Regions from separate parts of the Oryctolagus cuniculus genome. Here region 1 is linked to region 2. The links are chromatin contacts, called in public Micro-C maps. All regions are on one chromosome and are shown on one strand. Each heading gives the region's core, a stretch centred on a gene start, on an enhancer-like site or on the middle of the called end of the contact. The rest is flanking DNA. Distances are from core to core; before and after follow the strand shown.

Region 1 (2,839 bases), core at 231-2,730, 330 kb after region 2:
CTCTGACTTTCAAATAAATAAATAAATAAATATTAAAAAAAAAAAAAAACAAGAAAGGGAGAGAGGAAGAGAGAGAAAGAGAGATATCTTCCCTCCATATACTGGTTCACTCCCTAAATCCCCACAACAGCCAGGCTGGGCCAGGCCAAAGCCAGGAGTGTGAAGCTCCACTGGGTCTCCCACTTGGGTAGCAGGGACCGAAGTACTTGAGCCATTATCTGCTGCTTCTCAGGGTGTCCATCAACTGGAAGCTGGACTCAAACTCAGGCACAGCATTATGGGATGCAGGCCTCGACTTAAACCACTGCACCAAACACCCTTCCCTTCATGAGAAGCTTTGGAGGGAGGTGCACATGGAGTTCCCAGAGTGCAGACAAGGAAACTGAGGCTCAGAGAGGTTAGGGTCACACAGACCGCAGAAGAGCCTGGTCTGGAAAGCAAGCCCTCCAAACCCATCCCATACTTTCTGCACATTCCTGCTCTGCAGGCTCTGGGCTTCCATGAGCCACTGCACTGTCAATCCACCGCCTCTCTCTTCTTTGATGGCAGGGGCTGTCCAGAAAGAAGCATGTCTATGGAGCTAAAACCAAAGAAAGAGTCATTGGCTTTTTCATGACCCTTAGGGGAAAGTGGTAGCTCTTTTACTTTTTATTTTTTAAGATTTATGCATTTGAAAGGCAGAGTTATAGAGAGAGAGAGAGGAAGAAACAGAAAAAAAAAAAAGAGAGAACTTCCATGTACTGGTTCATTCCCCAAGTGGCTGCAATGGCCAGAGCTGGGCCAGGGACCAGGGGCTTCTTCCAGGTCTCCCATGTAGGTAACAGAAGCCAAGCAATTAGGCCATCCTCTGCTGCTTTCCCAGGTGCATTTGTAGGGAGGGTGCTGGATAGGAAGTGAGGCAGCTGGGCCTGAGCCAGCACCCATATCGGGATCCTATTGCCTTGATTCCTGCCTGTGTATGCTTCTTTCCCAGACTTCTGTCTTGGCTGTATTGACTCTTTCATGTCTTACACGACACCCCTACAGAGCAAGAGTGGGATCTTGATGCTGCTGCACCCCCCCCCCCACTCACACACACACACTATCTATCCACTGGATCTACTTTGGAGTCCTTTGAGACAGTGGATTAGAGCCCACTGACCCACCACCATGGTCATTTCGCCCGAGAGCTAGAGACTTCCTCTCCTAAGAGCTGGGTCTAAATCAGAATTGTCTTTGCTGACTCTCCCAGTCAGCACCTGCTCTTTCATTCATTGACTCATTCATTCATTCAGGAATGATGTCACCTATGCATTTGTGTCTTCTTACCCCAATGAGTCATGCACAACTCAAGTATGGAAATGAATTGTTAAGGAAAGCCCATCCGTGTCTCAGAATACTATTGAGACATTGGCCCACATTCTACCAGGGCTGGGGAGCGATGCTGGAGCCTGAGAGTAGGTGTGGCTTATGTTGTGTTTCACATTGCATTCACAGCTAGACAGAGCTTGGGATAGTTACAAAAAAGATTATGCAATCCTCCTTCAGATCCTTTTCCTGGCACTGACTAGGCTCATGTATTAGGAAGAACTTGGGAGGCTCATTCTCCTTCCTTGTCATTCACAGCTGTGTCACCACCCCCATCCCAGCTCTCTTGTCAGAGTTGCTATCTGATCATGTGAAGGTCAGGGACTAGAACAGGAACATTTTCCGATGCTCCAGGAATTAGGCTGCTCTCATCATTTCCGGTTTTGCATTATTACTTGGAGCAAGTTAAAGCACAAAATCTGGAAGGAATCTTTTGGATCAGCTCCTTCTACCTCCATCCTTTTACACAGGAGGAAGGAAGCTGAGGTGCAGAGAAGTTATGTGGGTTTGGAAGGCTGTACAGCAAGCTGATAAGCAGAGCTGATGTTAGAACACCAGCTTCTCGGTCCTGTCTTCTTCCCACTAGCCTGGTTACTACCACCAGCCTTAGGATGCCACGGGGCTGTGCCCACGGCGGAGCTTCTCCCGGCTTGGCCAAGAGCTGATTCTGTCCATCAGTCACAGCTGACTGTGGCGTGGTTTCCTCTGCCCTGGTCTCTGTAAGGCAAAGCGGTCTCTGGTGCCCTCAAGGGGCGAAATGGAGTAGTGGCAAACTCTGCAAGGCAGCCCTGTGGTCCACTCCCATCCCAACATGCCATCATATTTTGGATTCATCTTTTAATTTTAAATATAGTAAGACAGGTTTAAGCATGTCAAAATATGTTTGCAACTCAAACTTCCCCTGGGGTGAGGTGACTCCCAGCTGGACATCGGCATGGAGCTGGTCTCCTCTCTCTTGCTCATCAGAGAGCTATGGTGCTGCCCTCTGGTCAAACCACTGGAGAAGACTCTAGTGTTCAGGTCACAGGGTCCTGGTAAACAGCAGGGGCTGATAAGTAAGCAGGGATGTAGGTGAGAACATCTACCTGCTGGTGGCCAGAAATCCTGGCCTCTCTAGAGCAGACATGCCGGAAAGGGAAGTATGAGGATGCTGCAGGTGTGAGAATGGGAAGGAGAGAGCATCGGGAACCATCAGGAAGGCCTGGGAGTCCCAGAGATATGCTGACCAGGAGCAACCGAGGCCCAGACCATGGTCGTCATTTCTGTCCAGTAGCTACAAGGGACCTAGGGCTATCTGCATCTTTTAAAGAAATGTTTTAGAAAAATGCTTATTTATTTGAGAGAGCCAAAGAGCCCCTATCCACTTTCCAAATGCCCCCAACTGCTGGGCCAGGGTCAGGGCCAAGGCCAAAGCCAGCAGACAGGAACCCAATCTAGATCTCTCATGGGGGGAGGGCGGGCAGGAATTGAACCACTTGACTCCACACCTGTT
Region 2 (2,790 bases), core at 278-2,777:
TTGTCTGCATCTCCCACCCCAACCTTGAATGTGAGTTCCTCGCCAGCAGGAAACCTGTTTTATTCCGCAGCATCCCCAGTGCCTGCATCACAGCCCGGGCACCCAGGGGGAGTTGGCAAACATTTGTTAAATGAAAGGAGAAACTGAAATGAAGGATCTGATCAACAAGGAGAAGCAAATGACCGGCAGGGGTAGCCCCGTGAGATGCCACAGCAGGAGTGGAGGTGAGCAGGAATGACAGGATGTCCAAGGTGCCTGCTCATCTGTGTGAGTGAGATGTCCACACCCAGCACACGGAGCAGGTGCGTGTCGGGTGCTGCTCAATCAGCCGCTCACTGCCTAGATGGGACACATCTGATTTTGGTGTCTTGTGGAATGCGTTGTATATTTAAGGTGTACAACGTGATGGTGTGGTGTAGTTGCACACAGTGAAATGGCCACCATGGTCAACCAAATTAACCTAGCCATCACTCAGGGTTACTTTTATTGTAACTTACATGTGGAATCTAAAAAGAAATCAAATGCAGAGAGAGGACCAAGGGTGGCTGAGGGAGGATGGGTGATGTGGGTCAGGTATACAAAGTTCAGCTACACAGGATGAGTAAGTCTAGAGATGCAATGGGCACCACAAGGGCTCCAGTTAATAACAGTGTATTCAGGATTTTTCTTAAGAGGTGAGATTTTGGGTGCTTTCGCTACTAGACACAAACACACGTAGGTTTGCTTCGGAAGAAGTCTGATTCTTGGCCGGCGCCGCGGCTCACTAGGCTAATCCTCCGCCTAGCGGCGCTGGCACACCGGGTTCTAGTCCCGGTTGGGGTGCCAGATTCTGTCCCGGTTGCCCCTCTTCCAGGCCAGCTCTCTGCTGTGGCCAGGGAGTGCAGTGGAGGATGGCCCAGGTGCTTGGGCCCTGCACCCCATGGGAGACCAGGAAAAGCACCTGGCTCCTGGCTCCTGCCATCGGATCAGCGCAGTGCGCCGGCTGCAGCGCGCCGGCTGTGGCGGCCATTGGAGGGTGAACCAATCGGCAAAGGAAGACCTTTCTCTCTGTCTCTCTCTCTCACTGTCCACTCTGCCTGTCAAAAAAAAAAAAAAAAAAAAAAAAAAAAAAAAAGTCTGATTCTTCCAAATGCCCCCCCTCCCCGCCCTTCCAGCAGCCATGGGAGCAGGGCTGCCTCCAGGGGAACGGGAGCTCTCCCAGGAAACCCTCTCCAGGAGGAGACAGCGCCCGCAGCAGAGGGCGCAGCAAGGCAGGCGGAACAGGAGCGGCGGCCCCACCTGGCTCCGAGCCCCAGACACTGGCCACGGGCAGCTGGTGCCAAAAGACACAAAAGAGAACTCTCCCCCAGGGTAGAGGACGATAGAAAGAACAAGGGCGGAGAAGAAAGACGGGCGCAGAGAGGGGCAGACAGAGGAGGCACCAACAATGAAAGTGAATCCCATCATTAAAAGCGCCTCTGTAGCCCAGGAGGGGAAGGCTGACAAGGCATCAAAAGGCAGCAAAGCCTCTGCACTTTCCGGTTCCTCCAGAGTAAACAAGCTTCTCCCCGCGCAAGAGAGAGGCTGCCGTCCCATCGCTCGCAGCGCAGCGCCTCCACTGGAAAACAAACAGCGCCTGCTGCGAAAAGCTCCCTAGCCCGGGGAAGTGAGATCCTTGTACAAAAATGCTCACCTTGTACATTCCTGCTCCCCTCCTCTCCTGTCAACCGACAATTCAGTTCTGGGCCCTCCAGGTGCCCCGTCAGAGAGGGAATTCCTCAAGAAAATATTCTGATGGAAGCACTGACCGAAGCAAGAAACACACACCTAGCAGTATATAGCTATTAAGAAAGCAAGTGGGACCCAGGCAATCCAAAGGCTAATTCCCAAGGCCGGTATACAAAGCAGGTTTAGCTTCAAGGCTGCAGCACCACACTCTGCCGATAGAGGGCGCCCGGTGACTCATTTACCTTGGACCTGTCCGACTAAACTGGGCACTTAGGACATCTGCTTGTCCACCTCCTCTTATTCTAGCTAAGTGGTTAATACAGCTTACTACTTATAATAGTATAAAACTTCTTTGCTAAATAGACTAATAAGTAGTAATAATACTACAACTAATACTACTTGCTGGAAACTAACGAAGAAGCTAATACTTAGGGACAGCGTATTACATGCAAGACATTACGCGGATTCACTCGCGCTCTCTCAAAATACCCGACTGAGCAAAAACAACGGCCCAGAGAGAATGTCACATCTGCTGGGGATTGCTCAGCAGTGACAAAGTTGGCGGACTTAGGGTTCAAGTGCAGCGGTTCTGGTACCTGAACCCAGGCCCCTGGGCTGCATCTCTGTCTGCAGCTCTGCATTCTCCCATCACCCACACTGCCTCTTCATGCCTGGGATGGTCAGTGTCGCATGCCAACTGTGCTAGGCACCTACATATGTGACTACAGCACCCACATATGTGACCAGATGTTATTGTAGCTGTTGCTGTGAAGTTTTTTTTTCTTTAATATGAGATTAACATTTTAGTCTGGAGACTTGGCACCAAGCGGATTACCCTCCCTAATTGTGAGCAGGCCTCATCTAACCACTTGAGAACCTGAAGAGAAGCAAACGTGGCCTCCCGGGAGAAAACTGGCATTTTGCTAGCTGACTGTCTTTGCACTCAAACCAGCTTATCACTGGGTCCCCAGCCTGCAAAATGTTGGACTTACCAAGCTTCCATAATCACATGAGCTAATAAAACACTCCCACCCCCTTTCACAGAACGACCACCTTTTCTGTCACTGCACAGGCCCCATCCTC

The links. Hi-C and Micro-C count contacts between places; a contact is called where the count stands out from the background.
Region 1: a Micro-C map of ear pinna shows a contact between it and region 2, with 13 times the contacts expected there. The contact joins two enhancer-like sites. A contact is called at or near these places in 3 of 6 Hi-C or Micro-C datasets (ear pinna, embryonic fibroblasts and an unstated tissue).

What each region holds. Positions count from the first base shown.
Region 1 is chr7:36,713,436-36,716,274 of mOryCun1.1, forward strand. No RefSeq gene overlaps it. Among named protein-coding and RNA genes, the nearest start is that of C7H1orf226, 19 kb to the left of the region's middle. Within about 2 kb of position 1,481, at least 2 of the 8 cell types and tissues checked have an H3K27ac peak or open chromatin away from gene starts, as enhancers often do.
Region 2 is chr7:36,385,349-36,388,138 of mOryCun1.1, forward strand. All of the region lies in intron 6 of C7H1orf226 (chromosome 7 C1orf226 homolog), which reads right to left. Among named protein-coding and RNA genes, the nearest start is that of SPATA46, 26 kb to the left of the region's middle. Within about 2 kb of position 1,528, at least 1 of the 8 cell types and tissues checked has an H3K27ac peak or open chromatin away from gene starts, as enhancers often do.